Linked DNA regions of Zea mays: region 2 is linked to region 1. The links are chromatin contacts, called in public Hi-C maps. All regions are on one chromosome and are shown on one strand. The core of a region is the stretch at or near the end of the contact, and the rest is flanking DNA. Distances in the headings are between cores, read along the strand shown. Region 1 has its middle 4.2 kb from the start of TRNAL-AAG. Region 2 holds the start of LOC100283107 (holliday junction resolvase).

Region 1 (3,442 bases), core at 609-3,108:
TACGACTATAATTCACCGGACTGTCCGGTGATGCACCGGACTGTCCGGTGAGCCAACGGTCGGTCGGGCCAACGGTCGGCCGCGCGATCTGCGCGGGACACGTGGCCGAGCCAACGGCTAGAAGGGGGCACCGGACTGTCTGGTGTGCACCGGATAGTGTCCGGTGCGCCAACGGCTCTGAATCTGCAACGGTCGGCTTCGCCAAATAAGAAAAGAAATCCACACCGGACAGTGTCCGGTGGTGCACCGGACTGTCCGGTGCGCCAGGCGACAGAAGGCAAGAATTGCCTTCCTGGAATGCTCTCAACGGCTCCTAGCTGCCTTGGGGCTATAAAAGGGACCCCTAGGCGCATGGAGGAGAAGACCAAGCATCCTTAGAGCATTGTTGATCACTCACACTTCATTCTTGCGCACTTGTTCGACATTCTTAGTGATTTGAGCTCCGTTCTAGTGAGAACCTCGTGATAGTCTTTTGAGCTCAAGTCTGGGTCTTGTGTGTGCGTATTTGCCGTGAGTTTTGTGTCTTGTGTGTGTTGCTCATCCCTCCATTGCTCCGTGCTTCTTTGTGAACATCAAAGTGTAAGGGCGAGAGGCTCCAAGTTGTGGAGATTCCTCGTGAACGGGATATAGTATACAAAGCAAAAACACCGTGGTATTCAAGTGGGTCTTTGGACCGCTTGAGAGGGGTTGATTGCAACCCTCGTCCATTGGGACGCCACAACGTGGAAGTAGGCAAGTTTTATACTTGGCCGAACCACGGGATAAACCACTGAGTCTACCTGTGTTGATCTTCTTGTGGTTATTGTGTTTTGCTAAAGACTCCTCTCTAGCCACTTGGCATTATTGTACTAACTCCTAATCAAGCTTTGTGGCATTAAGTTTCAAGTTTCACAGGATCACCTATTCACCCCCCCTCTAGGTGCTCTCACATTTGCTAATGTATGTGTACCTTTTGTTTGCATATTTTGTCTTCTCAAAATTGTTGTCCAGTACAACAGTACTTATGTTTCCTTTTTGTCGTTATGTAGGTCCATACCAAGAGAAGAAATCGTTTAGAACATAAAAGGCTGGACAAATTGGTGTATGTTAGCTACAACCGAAACGTGGCAAATAGATTTTAAAGAATTAGAGAGTTGGGCTTAAAGGGAAAGAAAAGCAACCCTTTGATCCTACAAGAGTTCCAATGGAAAATGAGTGGGTTCATGAAAATGATGAGGACATTAACGATGAAAATTCTCTTTGGAGGGCTGTTGATGAAGCTATTGGTGCAACTGAGCATCTAAGGGGTAAAAATCTCCCTAGAGCTGCTGCTGGGGCTGTTAACAGAACATACACTAGAACAAGGAAGCGTATTGTTCGTCCTCCACAGTTTGGTGAATCTGATTCTGATAAAGAAATGCAATAACAAGGAGAAGAACTTGCTGTTGCATCCACTGTAGTTCCAACTGGAGATGGCCTCTTTGAACTAGCTGATGAAATGCTTGATTAGCAGTTTAGCACAACAATATAGTGTTGTGCACTCCTACTATCTTGCATTTGTTTGTTTTAATCTAGTGTCCTGTTGTCCTGCACAACAATCTAGCAGTTCATCTTATTTTAATCTTATCAGTTGACATGCATTTAATCCTGCAATCTTATTGTCATGTTGTCATGTTGTCCTACTGATATTTATAGCTTTATGTATATATACATATGCTATTGACCTCCTGTTGTAGGCATACCAGAATTGTAATCCTGGAGTTGAAATTAATGTGACAGTGTGTTGCTGTAATTGGGCTGGTGGTTGTGCTGTGCTATAGCAGGGCTGCTGTGGAATGCGCTAGGGCACCAGGAGTCCGGAACCGTGAGTGCGAGTGGGATTCCACGCAACGTGGGCTGCTGGGCCACCAAGCGCTGGTTGTAATTGGGCTGCCAGTTCGCTATATGCAGCCTTCTTTGTTTTAGCTCAATCCTATTTTAATTTTTTATTTTTATATGTTCACGTATATTATACACTATTTTTTACCAATAAACTTGGATATTCAATTGAATACCCATGAATTACAATGAGCCATCCCTGGAGGAAGAGATGCGGAGGATAGTCTCGGCAACCGTCATCAGTAACAAAGGAGCCGAACATAATAGAACGACGAACATATGATGGACGAGTCACGAGTTGAACAGAACAAGCCGTAACTGGCCTGGAGCCAGGAGCTAGAAAAGGCGCTTCAAGATCTGTACAAGTATATGTGTCCTCAATCTAGAGCCGGCTACAAATTCCCCTTTGCATCCGGTCTGCACACGATTTTTTTCCGGTGCTACAGCACAATTTCCATGTCGTAGCTAAGCTAGTTTTTTTTCTTTCCTGTTCTATTTCTTTTTCCTCTTCCATTTCTCCATGGTGTTTTTCATTTGTATTTTCTTTAATTACTTTTTGTTAAATACTTTGTTTATTTCATTTTATTTACATGTTTTCTTCTTTTTCGTTTCCTTTTGTTTTCTTCTATTTTGTTTTCCTTCATCTTTCCTTTTATGTATTTGTACATTTTTATTATTTTCACAATTTTGTTTTTAATTCTACTCTATCTTTTATTATCTTGTTTTACTTTTTGTTTTTCATATGATGATCTATGTATGGTATTTTTACTTGGTACAAATGGGATACTTTTTATATATTTTTAGTATTTATGTGTATCTATGAAATATTTTTCCTATTTTTATTTTTTTTAATTTCTATATTACATGGTTTTTGTTATTTTTATTTTACATTATGTTTGTCTACCTTTTATTATTTTTTCTCTTTATATTACTTGTTCATTCATTTATGTATTTATCTTTTTCTACATATTTTAGTTTTTTGTTATTCGTCATTTCATGTGTTTCTTGATATTATAATACTATTCATATAAACATAGAATGTTTTTTTTCTAAATTTGAAATATTGTTCTCCACTTGTCATGAATTTAGAATATTTGTGTTATGAAGGCATGACTCCTTTTTTTCATCATTTTTGTGGTGATATTCACTTAAATAGTATCTTCTATGACATAATGTACTATTATTATACTGTTTATGAGGTATATTATGAATTATTGTTATATTAGTTTGATATGTTTGGTGTTTTTATTACATTTGATGCTCTGAAGTATTATATAATATTCATGTAGCATGCATGTTCTGATTTATGCTATTTAGGGATGTTCATGTAGTATATATATGGTTTATTATGATATAAGTGTTGTATAATGTTCAATAGCATATATGTGATGTTCTAGAATATTTTTTTGTCACATATATACATATGATGTTGTATGATGTATTTTACGATGTTCAGCAGTATACATGTGATGTTTTAGGATATATGTTTTTAACTTAAATCATTTGTCCTATAACGTATATGATTAATAAAGAATATACTATCTTCACAAAAAATATCATTTAATATTTTTTAATATACCAAGTG
Region 2 (3,074 bases), core at 258-2,757, 320 kb after region 1:
GCTCCAACCATTCACGGCTGCTGATTATCCTGCACAACCGGTGACTGCAGCAATCAGTGCTGCTAGCAATGGAAGACCTGTAAACTGCATCACTGCGTACAGCCACTGGGCAAAGCTGAAGTGAAATAGGCGTATCCACATGTGCCCCCCGCCTGCTGTCTGTACTGCCTCACAAATTTCAGTACTTGTCGGTGGAGACTGGAGATGGAGAGCAGCCTGTAGTAGTAGTACTGAACAAACTGAATGTCAGATGTAACCATAGAACCTACGTCTCCTAGTTTCTGCAAAATGCACAAAGTTTCCGTTTCTACAGACATGCGTTCAACATCCACCGAGTTGCTGGTAGTACAATCATAGAACAGTTTGGTTGACATAGACTTGGTGTTGGTGTTATGCAATGGTGTATGCATGGCTGCAAAACAGTTTTTAAGGTCAGCCTCCACGGCTCCACGGGAAGTTTTATGACATAATTATCAAAACTGTCATATTAGATTTTGTATTGGTAGCTGCGACAACAGGTTATGTGGACGACTCTGTCTTTTTATAATCTGTCAACATAATAAAGGCAATATATCTAGTGTAAAAAATGATTAAGGTGCTAACATATTAACATCAAATCTTATCCGTGGATCCACCATTTATGGTTGAGTGTAATCTCACCTTATTACATGCTAAAAACTACTGGATCCACCATTTATGGTTGAGTGTAATCTCACCTTATTATTTGCTAAAAACTACTCACTCCGTTCCAAAATATAGTTTTTTCAAGCCTATTTTTTTCGTCCACGTTTATTCAAATGACAATAAATATCGACACACATGCAAACAAACTGCTGCATTTATATGTTACTTAATAAATGTATGATTAGTCTAAAACAAATTATATTTTGAGATGGAAGGAGTACTGTATTTTTGTAGAATAGAGTCTAGCGTCACCGGGTGGTATTGCACTCGGTTGTAGATGGACAGATGGTGATAGCTGGTAAATCTGATGGACAAAATTTAATGTTAGCATCCTAAAAGCCTGTACAAATGGTGATAGCTGGTAAATCTGATGGACAAAATTTAATGTTAGCATCCTAAAAGCCTGTACAAATGGTGATAGCTGGTAAATCTGATGGACAAAATTTAATGTTAGCATCCTAAAAGCCTGTTTGAGAGTGAAGTATTTTTACAATTTGTATATAATACCATGGTTTTGGGTTTTGGACAGTACTGTAGTATTTTATACATGAGGTGTTTTTTTCTTCTAAAAACTATGTTTTAAAAACCACAAATAATGTTTCTCAAAACATAGTATTTTTGGAGTTGTTAAAACTACAATATTATCATGACAATTGTAAAGTATAGTATTGTAAAACCATGATTTTGAGAAACATTGTTACCAACAGGAATGCCCCCGCTAGCTTCCTCTGTGCATAGAGGGGCCCACATATCAGTGAATGGGGCAGTTACTAATTGCGTGGGCTTGATTGAAGTAAAACTATGGGCCATTTCGTACGGCCCGTAACTCCTTTCCCCTATCCAAGGCAACGAATCAGCTGCACGACCGCCGAATCGCCTTGCCATGACAACCGCAGCGGCAGTGGAGCCGGCGCCGCTCGTGCGGGCCCGCGCGTGCGCGGCCTCCGCTTCCTTCCCGCCCCCGCGCCGTCGAAGAGCTGCTGGAGCTATCAGGGCATCTCCCGTACCAGGCCGGACGGAAGCCGCCGCCGAGCTCCCCGCCCCGCTCCAGCCAAACGCGCGGCGGCGGGGACGCGACCCGCTCTGGCACGGCGGCGGGTTCAGCCTCGGCGTCGACCTCGGTGACGCCCGCACCGGCCTCGCCATCGGGAGGGGGATCACCTTCCCTCGACCCCTCACTGTACGCACCTCTCGCACTCAGCTCCACCGCCCAAAGTAAACCTCACTAAATTGAGGTAGAGTTGGAATGGCACCAGGTTCTGAGGCTCCGCGGGCAGAAGCTAGAGCTTGCGCTGCTCGACGTGGCTCGGCAGCAGGTGAGGTTTCGCTTGGCTTCTCCTCTTCTGCTCTGCGCTGGCATTTTGCAAAACGTGATGCGATGGTGGTTCTGGTGTCCTGAACACGGGCGCTTTGCTACTCGAGATTGCAGGAGGCGGACGAGCTCATCATCGGGCTTCCCGTGTCCGCTGATGGGTCGGAGACACCGCAGTCCAACAAAGTGCGGAGCGTCGTCGGGAGGCTCGCCGTCCAAGCTGCCCAAAGGTGCGCCGCATGCCCCTGTAAATTTGGATCGCTTCAGTGAGCTAGGCTAGCTAGGAGCCGGGTGCTCAGCAGACTCATCGAGACCTCTGAACTGCGTGCATTGCTTCGATGTGTCGTTTGGATGTGTGATGGTTGTTGCGTTTAACTCAGTGGATTTGTTTTCACGGCAGCAGGGGCTTGAGGGTTTATCTGCAGGATGAATATGGAACGTCCACGGACGCCCTAGATTACATGATCTCCAGGTGAATCTTGGTTCATTTTTTGCAATTAGCATACCACGTAACGTAACTCTTTGTCATTTGCTAGCAACATGCACCCTGCTAATTTTTGCTAGTAGTTAGCACAGGCCTGTTTGGATCCAGGTTTGTCAATTTTTAATTGCTTGCTACTACTAGCTATTCAACATGGATCCAACCAAACAGTACCTATTCTGTTCACGGCAAACTGGCAATGATCCGGAACTTTCCCATATCACTGTTGCTGCAACAATTCTAGCTGGACCTTGCTGCTGATTTTAAAATTTGGCCATTTTAAGTATTTACAGTACTGCTCCACCTAGCAACACAAAAGCTCAAGAATGCAAATTCCTTCCTGCACATCGCTGGCTGTTAAATCGTGTCAAATTGTTAGTTCACTGAGAAGCTTGCCTGATTATCGACCTCAATTTTCAGGGGTGTCAAGAAGTCTGCTCGTGACACCAAATCTGATGCATATGCTGCTGTGGTATTTGATGCTACCTAGTATATCTTTCTACTTAGTGTTTATTTCCTCCTGTTTATGATTGCTTCTGGCTAAAGTTACAGCTGATTACTTTTGTTGTAGATGATTTTGAAGAGATATTTCACGTC

What was found. A called contact is a pair of places that touch in the nucleus more often than the background predicts.
Region 2: a contact with region 1 is called in a Hi-C map of tassel, with 7 times the contacts expected there. The contact joins the promoter of LOC100283107 here to the enhancer-like site in region 1. A contact is called at or near these places in 7 of 25 Hi-C or Micro-C datasets (bundle sheath, ear, endosperm and 3 more).

The regions. Positions count from the first base shown.
Region 1 is chr1:93,164,088-93,167,529 of Zm-B73-REFERENCE-NAM-5.0, forward strand. No RefSeq gene overlaps it. Among protein-coding and RNA genes, the nearest start is that of TRNAL-AAG, 4.2 kb to the right of the region's middle. Within about 2 kb of position 1,859, at least 15 of the 20 cell types and tissues checked have an H3K27ac peak or open chromatin away from gene starts, as enhancers often do. A contact at or near this core is called in bundle sheath, ear, leaf and 2 more, where this site is marked.
Region 2 is chr1:93,481,616-93,484,689 of Zm-B73-REFERENCE-NAM-5.0, forward strand. LOC100283107 (holliday junction resolvase) reads left to right here and starts at 1,508. Exons shown (of 6, transcript NM_001156009.2): 1 at 1,508-1,864; 2 at 1,941-2,000; 3 at 2,114-2,226; 4 at 2,400-2,468; 5 at 2,898-2,949; 6 at 3,049-3,074. The coding sequence starts at 1,568. It overlaps LOC100277947, which reads left to right. Exons shown (of 2, transcript NM_001371689.1): 2 at 1-490. The coding sequence ends at 24.